Regions from separate parts of the Sus scrofa genome. Here regions 1, 2, 3 and 5 are each linked to region 4. A link is a contact called in public HiChIP or PLAC-seq data. All regions are on one chromosome and are shown on one strand. Each heading gives the region's core, a stretch centred on a gene start, on an enhancer-like site or on the middle of the called end of the contact. The rest is flanking DNA. Distances are from core to core; before and after follow the strand shown.

Region 1 (2,736 bases), core at 119-2,618, 390 kb after region 4:
TTAATTCATTTATTCATTCATTTATTTATTTATCAAATCTATTATTAAACAGAGTGCCAGATCACTATTCTACTGAAATGTTCAAATTATCAGCTAAGTTTCTTAGTCTGAATAACAGTCATTCCTACAATGTCAAAAACTCAAGAGAAGTTACTATGACACACTACCGTCAACCATTCAAAGTTTGAACTTGCCTTGGACTATGTTTATGCTTACAGTCACTGTACAGTGATAACAGCCAATAGATATCAATCCCTTACTCTAGGGGGCACTATGCTAGACATTTTCCAGACAGCTTCTCATTTAATCCTTACAAGTCTGGGATGTAGGCATTACTTTCAAAATTTTACATGAGATAAATTCTTAGGAAGATGATATAAATATTCCTCAGTTACCAAAATAATATTTTTAATATTGTCAAGCATGTTGAAATCATTATTATAAATCTATTATAGATTTAGTAGTAATTGAACTAGATATTTTACATTTGCTGAAGTCCATGGATGTTAGAGTGATGATATACCTAATTTGTTCAGACTATTCAAGTTCTTTGGCTACAAACAAGAGAAATAGATTCTGGTTAACTTTGGTGAAACTAAAACATATTGGAAGGGCATGGAGTAGCTCATAGAATCATAGGGGAAAAAAATCTGGATTATTGAAAGGATAAAAAACACAAAAATTCCCAACATCTAGGTAGTAGGAACTAATATGCCAGTTTCTTCAGGAAAATATCACTGAGAGGATCCATTCTGGTCACTTCCTTTGAGCAGGGCTCACAATTTGAATTTCTGGGCGGGTAAACTTGATCGGCCAAGCTTGGGCCATATGCCTTACTATTTTTCAAAAGGATGTCAGGGATCTCGATTATTGGCAGAAAGTAAGGAAAGAGGATTTCCTTAAGGGAAAAAGAAGGTTCATTTTCCAGAAGATGGGGAAGGGGAACTTAGGCTAACAAAAACATTAGTTGTCCACAGCAGTGCGTGACAGAGCTGAAATTTCAACCTCAATCCACCCTAGGTCTTTTGCTTTTAACCATTTTCCTAATTTCTTCAATCATTCATTAGTAAAATAATCCCAGTGTAGCTAAGTGATTACAAAGTGATTATTATAAATATATGATAATTATTGCATAGGGCATGGTAGAGCTGCGTACAAATTCCATGATTAATACCAGCACTCACAAAAAGTCTCAAGGGAATCCAGTGGCAGGTCTTGCTGATGATTTTGGCATCTTGTTTGCTGGTCTCCTTTGTGCCATGGCCTGATTTGGGGGAAATTCTATTAGCAGCCAGACTGGTCTAATCAACCAAATGTGAGTTGTCTTAGTTCTCAATTCAATTGTAGAAGTGTGCACTTCCTTTTTCCATCCATCTGACATCAGAAAATTAACATTATTTCTACACTTAGTATCATTGAGCAGTTTCATACGTGGTTTACTGTTTCGCTTATGGTTTACTGTCATCAGCTTTGGGAAACAAAATATCCACTCATATTTTAAAATTTCCAAGATCATTTTCCATGTAAAGTCTATTTTTCCACAAAATTTCCATAGTTTTTATAAATGTGTAAAAAGTTTATAACAGGTTATAAAATTTTGCTTTTTAAGTTAAAGGTAGGTTTCAGATTGTAAAGTAGCTATCTGAAAATCCTTTTGATATTTTAAAACCCTCATCATTCAAGACCTTAATTCTCCAAAGCTGTGACATATTATTTTGAAATGCCCAAAGAATTCACTTGGAACTGTAAAACCAGGCTTCTTCTTTTCTTATAAAATATTTTGTATGTTTTAGTACCTCTTGATCCTGGTGAGTAAAACTAAATCATTAAAATCTAGCAAAGAAAAAAAAGAATTAAAGAATGAAAGGAAGGAGAGAAGAAAGGAAGAGAGGAAAGAAAAAAGGGAGTAAGAAAGGAAGGGAGGAAGGGACGCAGGAAGAAGCAAAGAAAAGAAAAAATACACAAGAATTATTCTTCAGTAGTTCCCCTTGTGGCTCAGCAGGCTGTGAACCTGACTAGTATCCTTGAAGTTGCGTGTTCAATCCCTGGCCCCACTCAGTGGGTTAAAGATCTGGTGTTGCCATGAGCTGTGGTGTAGGTCACAGACTTGGCTCAGATCCTGTGTTGCTGTGGCTGTGACATAGGCCTCAGCTGTAGCTCCAATTCAACCTCTAGCCTGAGAACTTGCATATGCCACAGGTGCAGCCCTGAAAACCAAAAAAACAAACAAAAGAATTATTCTTCAGTTTTCAGTACCAATTATTGAACCTGTCAGGATGTGAAGTAGAGCACACATTTATACACACACAGTCTCAGTTGATGGCAAAGATAATCACTTCTAAAAATAAATGTAAGTTTGTGAAGGAAATGAAAGGATAAAGAAAAAAAAAAAAAAAGGAACCATGACATTACTGCAACAAAATGGACTCTGGCTCTGGTACTGTAAAGAATTTAGCAGGAATCCATTTGTTGTTTTTAAAAGGGCTTCTGAAGGTTCAGCTGGACTTAGGAGCACAGGGGCTAAGGCTGTTGCTCTAGACTCTGGGAGCTCCAGCCTCAGCTCTGCTGTTGAATAGCTATAGGCTCCAAATCAAATCCTGCCACATTATTTCTGTGGGCCCCAGTTTCTCATGTATAAAACAGGGATAATAAAACCACCTACCACTCTGTGTGGGAGATAAACTTCCAATGTACTCAGAATGGTGCCTGCACTTTGTATTATTATTATTATTATAT
Region 2 (2,700 bases), core at 74-2,573, 440 kb after region 4:
GGGGAAATAGTATTTTATCTGTATACTAACAGTTTGTATTCAACTATGTACACATATACACTGCATCTCTCAGGGGGTGTGGGTTAGCAATCCTGAAACTGTCTTATGTTGAACCAAAAGTAAATCTACAGTGGATAATAAAAGAAAGGTTTCTCACTGTTGGAAAAGAAGAGTTACAAATTAGGAGAAGGGAAGTTTAGGTAGAATACATCCTATAGTGTTGCATCAGAAACAGAGATATCTGTATGAGCTCATGGATTTAAATGTGTGTCTATAAATGGGCTGCCTCTTAGCAGTGATAATCTAGAATTCCTCTCCTTTATTTTTTTTTATTTTTTTTATTTTTTGAAGTCTCGTGTCGAGGTCCTTAAGAGAAGAAGAAAAATATTTTTTAACCAATGTTTTTAAGAAAAGTAAATACCAGACTCACACTAGGAAATGCTATTCCAAAGGAGGCCAGAGAGGATGTTACTAACCCAAAGCAGAGACTTAGGGTGGAACTCAATAATGGAGGGGGGAGCAGTAAACAAAAAATACTAATAACAGCTAAGACAGGATCCCTGTTCTCAAGAGGTCTTGATCCAGGAGCCATGTTCTAAGGATGGCAAACTCCATTTACTCCATTTAATACTCTTAAAATAGTCACATACTTAGAGGCTACCGCTTTATTTTAATGAAAATCTCTTGACCTGCAGAATTTGTTTAAAGACAGAAGTTCTTGTCTTTCACACTTGAGAGAAAAGAGCAAATCTAAACCTTTAGGGCCGTTTTAAACCAAGTTTGAATTAACAATGCCTGATCCAGGGAGTTCCTGTGGTGGCGCAGCGGTTAACGAATCCGACTAGGAACCATGAGGTTGTGGGTTCGGTCCCTGGCCTTGCTCAGTGGGTTAAGGATCCGGCGTTGCCGTGAGCTGTGGTGTAGGTTGCAGACGCGGCTCGGATCCCGCGTTGCTGTGGCTCTGGCATAGGCCGGTGGCTACAGCTCCGATTCAACCCCTGGCCTGGGAACCTCCATATGCCGCGGAGCGGCCCAAGAAATAGCAACAACAACAACAAAAAAGACAAAAGACAAAAAAAAACAAAAAAAAAACAAAAAAAAAAAAACCAATGCCTGATCCAAATAAAAAGCAGAGCAATTCAAGAGCCGATACCAGGGACTCTTCAAACAGACTTAAACTTACAAACAACCAACTTTCTCCAGAAAACTTTCCCATCTGTTAGTCACTTGCACAACTTCAATGAGACATTAGTCAAAGAAAGAGGCTTGACGCCACGTGGAATGAGTCACTCCCAGTTCAGTGAAGTCTCTGAGGGTTAGTGGCAATCCGTCCACTTCTCTGTTTCCAAGGAAGGATTTATTTATTCATGAGATCAAGAAGGAGCAGATGACTGTAACACTTCACATCAAATAGAGACATGAATCACAGAATTAGCAGGTACCCAAAGACTCTTGTTGATGGAGACTGTGAAGGGAGCTTCTCTCCACCACGTCCTCTGAAGCAGAATTTTCCCGTTTCTGCTTTATCACTGACGGTGTGGTCATGTCATTCTCTGTAAAAATACTTGTACCCTACTAACTTCTGTAACTTCTTTCTTATTCTGACTGGAAGAGCCAAGAGAACAAGAAAGTTTAAATCAGACTTTACTGTGTTTGTTTCCTTTGCCTGACTGAGCATTCTGAGGAGTTTACCACAGGAATAGAATGGAAAAATTGAAAGATATAACCATAAATCATTATAGGAGCAAAGCCCTAGCAAGGAGCTAAAATGATTATGCACAGTCCTGTTTTGGATCTCAAAGCCATGGCTCTAGAAAGAGCACTACTACTTAGAAAATTCATCCTATAGTGCAGCTGAGAGCTCAGGTTTTTCGAAATGTATTGAATAATGTATTTTAATTGAATACATTGAAATTTATTGAATATTGAATAATTGCTAAGTCTAAAATCTCGGACTTATTCATACAATAAATAATGATTGTTTATGATGTACCAGCCCCTGTCTAATTACTGGGGAAATAAAGACAAATAAAAAGATGGAGAAGTTCCCATTGTGGCACAATAGAAGTTAATCCGATTAGTAACCATGAGGCTGTGGGTTTGATCCCTGGCCTTGCTCAGTGGGTTGGGGATGGGGCATTGCAGTGAGTGGGGTGTAGGTCGTAGACTGGGCTCGGATATTGCGTTACTGTGACTGCGGTGTAGCCTGGCAGCTACAGCTCCATTTCGACCCCTAGCCTGGGAAACTCCATGTGCCGAGGGAGCAGCCCTAAAAAAAAAAAAGCAAAAAACCAAACCAAACAAAAACCCCCCAAAAAAACAAAACAAAAGATGGACTTTGCTCTCATCAAACTTAGGAGTGAAAGAGATTATATAAACAAAATGAACAAATCATCTGACACAACATAAAGTTTGAGAAGGATGAAGAAATAGCAAAAGGAAAGGGCTTTTAATCGTGGAGGTGTCAGGAATCCTGCAGAAACTGACATCTGAGCTGGTTCTGAAGGAGAAATAGGAGGACACCAGGCAATCTTTGGGGAAAAGGAAAGTGAAGGAAGAAGAGGGGCAGGGCTTTCTTGGAAGCAAAGAAAACAGCAGGTGCAAATGAAAGCATGAAATAGTATCTTGTACTATATAAAACTCAAAGACAGCGTGAGTTAGACGGGCGAGGCGATAGGAAGCAAGCAGGTGCCTGGTGTG
Region 3 (2,700 bases), core at 101-2,600, 490 kb after region 4:
CCTTCTTTGTGGCCATAAACTCTTTTAGCCTCTCAGATATCTACTGTTATTGTTTGTTTTTCTACTTTTCTTGATTTACTTTCTCTATTTGAATTCAAGAAGCATTTTGTTTTGTGAAGAAGTGAGGTATTTGGATATTCTTGGGAACAGCTGATGCTAATGTGCTTTAGCTTAAATTACATTATTCCTCCCCACCTACCACGGGGCAAAAAAAAGCCATAGGAACTGGAAAACTACCAGAGGCTCCTAAAGCCTGTCAGAGGAAATGGCCTAATTCTTTCTTTGAAACTAGAACAAACAGACAGAGCCAAACACTGAGTATTAACAAACTGGAAATCTTTTTTCTATATTGTAAATCTTTTTTTTTTTTTTTTTCCGTCTTTTTAGAGCCACACCTGCAACACATGGAAGTCCCGGGATAGGGGTCAAATCAGAGCCGCAGCTGCCGGCCTATGCCACAGTCACAGTCACAGCAACTCAAGATCTGAGCCATGTCTGCGACCTACACCACAGCTCACAGCAACCCGGGATCCTTAACCCACTGAGCAAGGCCAGGGATAGAACCTGCATCCTCATGGATACTAGTGGGGTTCTTAACTCTGTAAGCCACAATGGGAACCTGGACATTTTTTAAAAAATGGTTTACTAAGCAGAAGCATAAAATAATCTTAAGGACAACATTTTTTTTTTTTTTTTTTTTTTTGGTCTTTTTGCCATTTCTTGGGCTGCTCCTGCAGCATATGGAGGTTCCCAGGCTAGGGGTCAAATCGGAGCTGTAGTCACCGGCCTACGCCAGAGCCACAGCAACATGGGATCTGAGCCGCATCTGCAACCTACACCACAGCTCACAGCAACACTGGATCCTTAACCCACTGAACAAGGCCAGGGATCAAACCCCCAACCTCATGGTTCCTAGTCGGATTCGTTAACCACTGAGCCATGACGGTAACTCCCCTAAATATTTTTTTAATTTTGTTAATTGTAGTTTAATATAATTTATACCTTTGTAATCCTATGTATTTTACTTAATTCATTAACAATTTATTCTAGGAAGGGATTTCTAGACTTTGCCAGATTGCCAGAAGGGATCTAGGCTCAAAAAGTCAAGAGGCCCTGTAGTCATTCCCCTTCCTTAGTCTGTTCTTCTGACCTTGAACTCTTCACTCTTGACCTGGCCAACACACACTCTCATTCCTCAGGGCAGGATTGAAAGGTAGCCCTTAAAAGTGCCTTCCCTGATCCTCCCAGATTGGGAGAACTTCCTGTCTGTTTCGTTAGCAGTGAACTTCCCTCAGTTATGGGTTGATTTCACTATGATTCAACAATCGTTTCACCGTTTGACCCTTAACACACACATAAGCTCTTTAAAATGAGCCCAGTGGCTTTATTCCTGTTATATCCGCTGTGCCCAACCCATAGATGTGTTTAGTTATTCTCTGTTCAACTCTGAGTGATTCTCACCACATTTTAGCAGCATGCCTTCCTGGGCCATTCATTCATACCAACATTTATTCTGAATCTGCTAGGTTCCTGGGATTTTCCAGGCCCTGGAAATAAGGCAGAGGTTATATAGAAAGTAATTCCTGACCTAGATGCTTACAGGCTCATGAAGGGAACTAGTCGATAAACAAAGTTTGGAAAGTGAAATATTCCAGTCACAGAAGAACACTACTGTGTGATTGCTGTAGTATAAGGTATCTAGAGTAGTCAAATTCACAGGGACAGAGAGTACCAATGGTGGGTGCCAGAGGCTGGGGGGAGGGGCTGTCAGGGATGAAGAGGTACTTTTTAATGGGGTACAGATTTTCAGTTTTGAAAGACTGGTCTGGAGATGGGTGGTGGTGATGGCACAACAATGTGAAGAACGGAACTGCACACTTAGAGATGTTTAAAATGGTAAATTTTATGTTATGTAAATTTCACTACAACATTTAAAGATTGGTCTGGAGATGGGTGGTGGTGATGGCACAACAATGTGAAGAACTGAACTGCACACTTAGAGATGTTTAAGATGGTAAATTTTATGTTATGTAAATTTCACTACAACATTTAAAAAGTAAAGCACGCTGTAGTAGATGGGAAACGTGCTAAAGAAAAATAAAGATGAGAAGGAGGAATAGGAAGGGCTGAGAGGTAAGAGGCTGGGACAGACCTCAGGGCTGTAGGATTTCTTACCTGTTTTTGTTCAGGGCCTGAGCTACAGGCACCCAAACCACATGTTTGGAAGAGGATTCAGAAAGCCCTAAATCTTTCATCTGATCATCCGTGGGTACTAAAGCAGAACTTTTGTAATACAAGTTGCTAAATTTCCAAGACTTGGATGCTTTTCATTCCTCCAGCACCTTCTGGAAAAAGCATACAGTCCATGAGTGAAATCCTCAGGAAGAATATTTGGCAACTCAGATTGTCACTTGGACCTACCATTTATCTTTTCCCGTCCACTTTTCAGTTTGACATAAGCATTTTGCCACTGCGCGTCATCAAAGAATTATGAGACGATTTGAGGAGGTGCATATGATTCATTTTTGAAAATCAGATAATTATATCTGATTTATGTCTTCAGTGTCCTCATAAATCACCTTAATATCCATGCTTCCTTGAGTTTGGCTTTATACAATTTACTTTCCTTAACTCAAAAAAGATAATCAGGTGTTCCCATCATGGCGCAGTGGTTAACAAATCCAACTAGGAGACATGAGG
Region 4 (2,700 bases), core at 70-2,569:
TGTCTTTGTGGATAATAGTCAGGTTCATTACTGCTGAGCCTTGACAGTAACTCCTGTATTCTAATTCCTAACTGCCTTTTGGCAGCTCTTCCCATTTGCTTTCTTGGGCTCTTTCTTTTGGTGAATACAGTAGACTATTTGCTATTCTTTATCAAACCATGTACTTTCTTGACTCTGGACACTTGTTCTTGCTGTTCCCCCTGCCAATCATGCCATTCCCACCTCTCTTTACAAACCAAAGACCTACCTACCTTCAAAACTTAAGTCCAATGTTTTCTATTTTTTGAGCAGCTTTTTGTAATCTAAGCAAAATGATTTTTCCCCTTCCCTTTGAGCTTACTTGTAATAGAGCACTCGTCATATAAGAAAATTGTTTGTTGATGTATTTTGTTTTCTAACTCCAAAATTAGGATCCTAAGGGCAGGGGAACTAAGAGATTAGTAAATGGTTGAGAACACCAATGATGAGTGAATAGATGTACCTGTCTGAAATTAGCTCACATGCTTGTTCACAGAACTGTCTTGGGAAACACCCAGAATTATTTCAAAGGCAACAAAAGTGTCCTGGTTTGTTGGTAGGTGGGGAAATACAAGGGTTATATCAGCAAGGCTGAATGAAAAGCGTAGTCTGGATCTTCACAAGAAAGCATATTTCTTTGATTAAACACATCAATTGGCAAAAGCCCCCAATCATGGTTAAGAGTGTTATTTTGCTGAAAACTCAAATCAAGAAACACTCAAAGGAAAACAGCCATGATGGGTATCGTCCTTGAGGTGGATTTTTTTTTTTTTTCTTTTTGATTTTTAGGGCCGTACCCTTGGCATTTGGAAGTTCCCAGACTAGGGGTCGAGTCAGAGTTGCAGCCTATGCCCCAGCCACAGCAACATGGGATCCTTAACCCACTGAGCAAGGCCATGGATCAAACCCACATCCTTATGGGTACTAGTCAGGTTCATTACCACTGAGCCACAACAGGAACTCCAGTGGTGGATGATTCTTGATGGCTGTGTTGAAATTTTGGCTTAAGAGGAGAAAAATGCTAGTGGGCAAAGGAGTTAGGGGAGAGAGTTCCACGGGGAAATGCTGGGTTTTGGAAAACTCAGAGAAGAAAAGGATCCAGAGATATAGTCTTGGGAGATCTGGAACAGCAGAGATGGGCAAGTGGGACGTTTTTCATCCCCTTGGATGAGCTGAAGCACAGCTCCCCTAGAAAATTCTGATAAATTGCCACTAGATGACGCTGTTTCCTCATTAGGCAGATAGGATGTCACCAGGGTGGCCCCACTCCACAGAGGCAGGAGTGTCAGCCTCAGGGCCTAGGATCTGCTTCCAGCTCTGCTCTCTGCAGAACGAGGCCTGGAAGGAACGGACCTCTGAGGCTGGAGGGATCTTTCATTTGTAAAACAAACCAACAAACAAAATCCTGGACTGGGTCATTTCTAAGGTCTCTCCAATTACTTTTTAAATTTCTTTTTTTTTTTTTTAATTCAAACCTCAGTGACGCCTTTTATGTGAATAAACACTTTGTACAAACATATCAATTTTTATTTAACAAAATCTCATTTAGATACATAAACTCTGTACACCATGGCACACCTGTGTGGACTGGTATCCCTTCTGGGCCTAAACATTTCTCACGTTAAATCTTATTTCTGCCCTCAAAGAACTGTGGAGCTAGAAAGAATCTTAGAGGGTGCGCGTTTCTGTCCTTTAGTTTTCATATCTAATATCTAAGCATAAGCTTCTCTGGGGGGGCGGGGTAGAATCATATCTTGCCCATCGCCACCCCCTTTTAGGGGCCATAGTTCCGCAACTACGACTTGTGCTCCAGGGCTGTTCTGCCTTGCATTCTCTTATGCAGGCTATTTGATATCACATGTAGGTTTTGAAGCTCTATCAAAACGTACTTGACCACTGAATAAAATGAATGGCATGGAACACCTCTCTACTGGGTTTGAGCTACTTTTCTCGCCTACTCTTGGGACAGGATTCTACAAACAGTGCTTTGCTCTGTGTTTGGCTCAGATGGGTTCAGTTAGGTGGGGCTTAAACTCTAAGGCAAGAATATGGTGCTGGGTTGAATGCTGTAACTGTGTCTATCCCTTCCCCCCAACTCCAGAGGAAGTCCCCAACTCCAGAGGAAGTCCCCCAACTCCAGGTCTCTGCCTCGTGCTTATCCTTCCTGGAGCCCCCGTCATTTTCACGCACAGAAGGGCTGCTTTTCCTGGTGAGTCCTCAAGGTCATTGGTCTGCTGCTTCCTATAGTAATCGTAACAACAATTTATCTCCTGTAAACAAAACAGCATATCCTTAACCTACATACCACGGTTAAAATAGTATCCTAGTAGGACAAGAGTTGCTGACTGTGAAAGAAAATGGGCAAAAATAAGGGAAAAAGAAATAAGGTTTGAAAACTCAGATGTTTTATTCCATGTCTTATAGATGGCAGTGATATCTATTTCTGCCTGAAAAAGAGGATGGACTTCAATTTTGTTCTTCCATTTTCTTTATACAGCTTCATGAAGACAGTTTTTAGTAGGTATTTAAGAAAAAAGGACAAGCATGCAATGACTCCTGAATGTACTGATGACCCCCTAATGATCTCCCAGGGACCCAGAAATTCCTCTCACCAGATCAGTTCAGACCCCGTGTTCACAGTTAACAAGGTTTCATTAGGGCTGAAAAAAAAATTTGCCTTTG
Region 5 (2,870 bases), core at 100-2,599, 460 kb after region 4:
CAGGAATCAAACCCATGTCCTTATGGATCCTAGTTGGGTTTGTTAGTGCTGAGAACTCCTTAGTGGTTCATTTTATTCTCTACTTGAACTACCTGAATAAAATTATGGTCAATTTTGTTGTTTCTTGTTTTGGCGATGAGGTTTTGCTAATTAGATCATTTGATAAAGCCATAGGCTCATTAGATCAAAGTTTCATGCCCTGAAATTCACCACCCCACATTGAACCCCAACATAGTCACAGTGTTTGTCACAAATAGGACCAGATGCTTGATGCTCAGTGGTTGTAGAATGCATCTTCGTTGAAATTACAGTCTGAAATGTTACTTTTCACATAAGTTATCAATAAATGTCATCCCTTTTAGCTACATTTAGTTCTTCCATATTGAAGAGTATGTCTGAGGGTAAAGCAATAAGCGTCTGAATGGTACTAAAAATAGTCATTTACGTGTGTAACCAGTGTGAGTTGTTCCCTGACACTAAGAGTACAATAAATGCCACCATCTGTGGGGCATTTAATAACCAGCTCCCTAGACACACACACACACACACACACACACACACACACTCACAGTTCTACCCCAGTTTACACTATGCGGAAAAGCTACTCTGCCTGGATGGCCCCAGGGCCCAGACTTGAGAAACCCACAGCCTTTTTGAAATTATCTTCCCAGAGTCCATCAACTTCTCTATTCCTCTTTTTTTGGTAGGAAATTTGAAAGAAAAAGCTATTATATATTCCTGGAGGCAACCATAAACCTAGCAAGAGGCCTCAAAAGGATGGATCCAGCCTACACACAATTTTTTTTGTCTCTCGAGAGAGTTTTAAAAATTAGAAAAATTTTTCATAAATATATGGTTGTTCAGTTTCTCTAAAATGTCAGAAGATCCAGCATCCCCAGACTGTCATTTCCATGGGTGACAATTTGCTGGGGCTGAGTAGCAGCCCCCTTTTCAGGGGGCCCCAGTCACCTCAGTCCCTGACAGACTCACTCAGTTCCTTAGCCGACCTAGCCCTAACAAGATTCAAGTTTTGACCTGGCCTAAACATTAGGGCGAGGACAGGAGGTCTATAACAGTGAGAAAAACCTCAAAAATATTGATTCTTTGATGAACATGTCTGTAAGCACCAGCTCGTTGCGTGTTTGCATAACTTCCCTCTGTTTCAACTTCCCATAGCAACAAGCAAATAATTGCCCAAAACTTCTCACGGGTGAGGACATATTTCAAAATTCATATACTGACTCATTTCAATCTTCACAAAAACTCTATGGGGTAATATATTTTTATCTCCATTTTGAGATGAGGAAACTAAAGAACGGAATTAAGTAACTTTTTCCAGGTCACATTGCTAGAACTCAGTGAAGAGGGAAGAATTAAACCCAAGTAATCTGTCATCAGAGTCTTTGTTTTTAGCCACCATCACATTCTATCACGCCCTGCATTCAGTTAAAAATTCTATTCTTCAGAGTTCCCGTGGTGGCTCAGTGGTTAGCGAATCTGACTAGGAACCATGAGGTTGCAGGTTTGATCCCTGGCCTCAATCACTGGGTTAAGGATCTGGCGTTGCCGTGAGCTGTGGTGTAGGTCGCAGATGCAGCTCCGATCCCGAGTTGCTGTGGCTCTGGTGTAGGCCGATGGCTACAGCTCCGATTTGACCCCTAGCCTGGGAACCTCCATATACCACGGGAGCGGCCCTAGAAAAGGCAAAAAGATTAAAAAAAAAAAAAAAAAAAAAAAAAAAAAACCTATTCTTCAAAACATCTCTCCATGTCTATGAAAGATACTCTAGATCCTCAAAGTCACTGCCTATGGGCTCCCAGACACCCTGAATGTATTATCACCAAAATCATCATACAGCCCCAGGATTGCCAGTCAAACTTTCTGTCCAGCTTTGAGCAACAACAGTGTCTTATTCACCATTGTCAGGTGTATAGCAGACATTCAATACGTCTTTGTTGAGTGAAAAAAATAAAACACGTGCTTTGTTTTTTTGCTTTTTAGGGCTGCACTTGAAGCACATGGAAGTTCCCAGGCTAGGGTCAAATTGGAGCTATAGCTGCTGGCCCATGCTACAGCTCCAGCCACAACCACAGCAACTCAGGATCTGAGCCGCATCTTTGACCTATACCACAGCTCACAGCAACGTGGGATCCCTAACCCACCCAGTGAGGCTAGGGATCAAACCCGCATCCTCACGGATACTTGGAATTGTTTCCTCTGTGTCACAATGGGAACTCCAAAGTGTGTTTTTAAGACTTTGCATGGCTACCCTCTTGCACCAAATTATCATCACATCGAAATCAGACCCATTAACATCCTAGTCTCATTGCCTCTGGACTCCCATCTTTCCACTGCTATGTTCTCCTCCACAAAGGCAGACGATAGCAGCTGGTGCACAGATATTGTGAGGATTTAATGAAATGTTTATAAAGTGCCTAACCCAGTGTCTGGTAGTTATAAAGCACTCACAATGTAGTACCTACTGTGGTGGATGCTACTAGAATATTGCATTTAACATCCTTTTTATAAAGTTATCCCCAGGTCCAACATAAACTCCTGCCTCCAGCCGGCATGTGACTTCTTTTTCATCCCCCCTTGTGATTCTCCATCTGGCATAAAGGACAAAGTGCCAAAAGCCACAGAAGAAGTAGGTCTCAGCCCCTAGGAGCAGAAATTGTACTTGAGAATTTGGAATGTATTACTCTTATGTTAACACCTACAAGTGTGTATTATAGAATATAATATGAAATTCGCATAAATTTTTAAAAGGATAAAACATGACTTAAAGAAAATTTTTACTTGCAAATGATTGCTTTGGGTTAATATCCTCAGAACCCTCTGGAAACTAGGTCCACAGTCCTATGAACGTA

The links. HiChIP or PLAC-seq counts read pairs in DNA pulled down with a chosen protein or histone mark.
Region 1: a contact with region 4 is called in an H3K27ac HiChIP or PLAC-seq map of alveolar macrophages. The contact joins two enhancer-like sites. A contact is called at or near these places in 1 of 47 Hi-C or Micro-C datasets (embryonic fibroblasts) and 1 of 2 datasets of contacts at active chromatin or transcription factors (alveolar macrophages).
Region 2: an H3K27ac HiChIP or PLAC-seq map of alveolar macrophages shows a contact between it and region 4. The contact joins two enhancer-like sites. A contact is called at or near these places in 1 of 5 promoter capture datasets (liver), 2 of 47 Hi-C or Micro-C datasets (liver and skeletal muscle) and 1 of 2 datasets of contacts at active chromatin or transcription factors (alveolar macrophages).
Region 3: an H3K27ac HiChIP or PLAC-seq map of alveolar macrophages shows a contact between it and region 4. The contact joins two enhancer-like sites. A contact is called at or near these places in 2 of 47 Hi-C or Micro-C datasets (both in embryonic fibroblasts) and 1 of 2 datasets of contacts at active chromatin or transcription factors (alveolar macrophages).
Region 5: a contact with region 4 is called in an H3K27ac HiChIP or PLAC-seq map of alveolar macrophages. The contact joins two enhancer-like sites. A contact is called at or near these places in 1 of 47 Hi-C or Micro-C datasets (skeletal muscle) and 1 of 2 datasets of contacts at active chromatin or transcription factors (alveolar macrophages).

The regions. Positions count from the first base shown.
Region 1 is chr1:29,545,288-29,548,023 of Sscrofa11.1, forward strand. No RefSeq gene overlaps it. Among named protein-coding and RNA genes, the nearest start is that of SGK1, 200 kb to the right of the region's middle. Within about 2 kb of position 1,369, at least 2 of the 83 cell types and tissues checked have an H3K27ac peak or open chromatin away from gene starts, as enhancers often do. A contact at or near this core is called in alveolar macrophages, where this site is marked.
Region 2 is chr1:29,593,823-29,596,522 of Sscrofa11.1, forward strand. No RefSeq gene overlaps it. Among named protein-coding and RNA genes, the nearest start is that of SGK1, 150 kb to the right of the region's middle. Within about 2 kb of position 1,324, at least 9 of the 83 cell types and tissues checked have an H3K27ac peak or open chromatin away from gene starts, as enhancers often do. A contact at or near this core is called in alveolar macrophages, where this site is marked.
Region 3 is chr1:29,643,516-29,646,215 of Sscrofa11.1, forward strand. It overlaps a transcript of SGK1 not described here. Among named protein-coding and RNA genes, the nearest start is that of SGK1, 100 kb to the right of the region's middle. Within about 2 kb of position 1,351, at least 2 of the 83 cell types and tissues checked have an H3K27ac peak or open chromatin away from gene starts, as enhancers often do. A contact at or near this core is called in alveolar macrophages, where this site is marked.
Region 4 is chr1:29,150,877-29,153,576 of Sscrofa11.1, forward strand. No RefSeq gene overlaps it. Among named protein-coding and RNA genes, the nearest start is that of ALDH8A1, 92 kb to the left of the region's middle. Within about 2 kb of position 1,320, at least 18 of the 83 cell types and tissues checked have an H3K27ac peak or open chromatin away from gene starts, as enhancers often do. A contact at or near this core is called in alveolar macrophages, where this site is marked.
Region 5 is chr1:29,610,837-29,613,706 of Sscrofa11.1, forward strand. No RefSeq gene overlaps it. Among named protein-coding and RNA genes, the nearest start is that of SGK1, 140 kb to the right of the region's middle. Within about 2 kb of position 1,350, at least 7 of the 83 cell types and tissues checked have an H3K27ac peak or open chromatin away from gene starts, as enhancers often do. A contact at or near this core is called in alveolar macrophages, where this site is marked.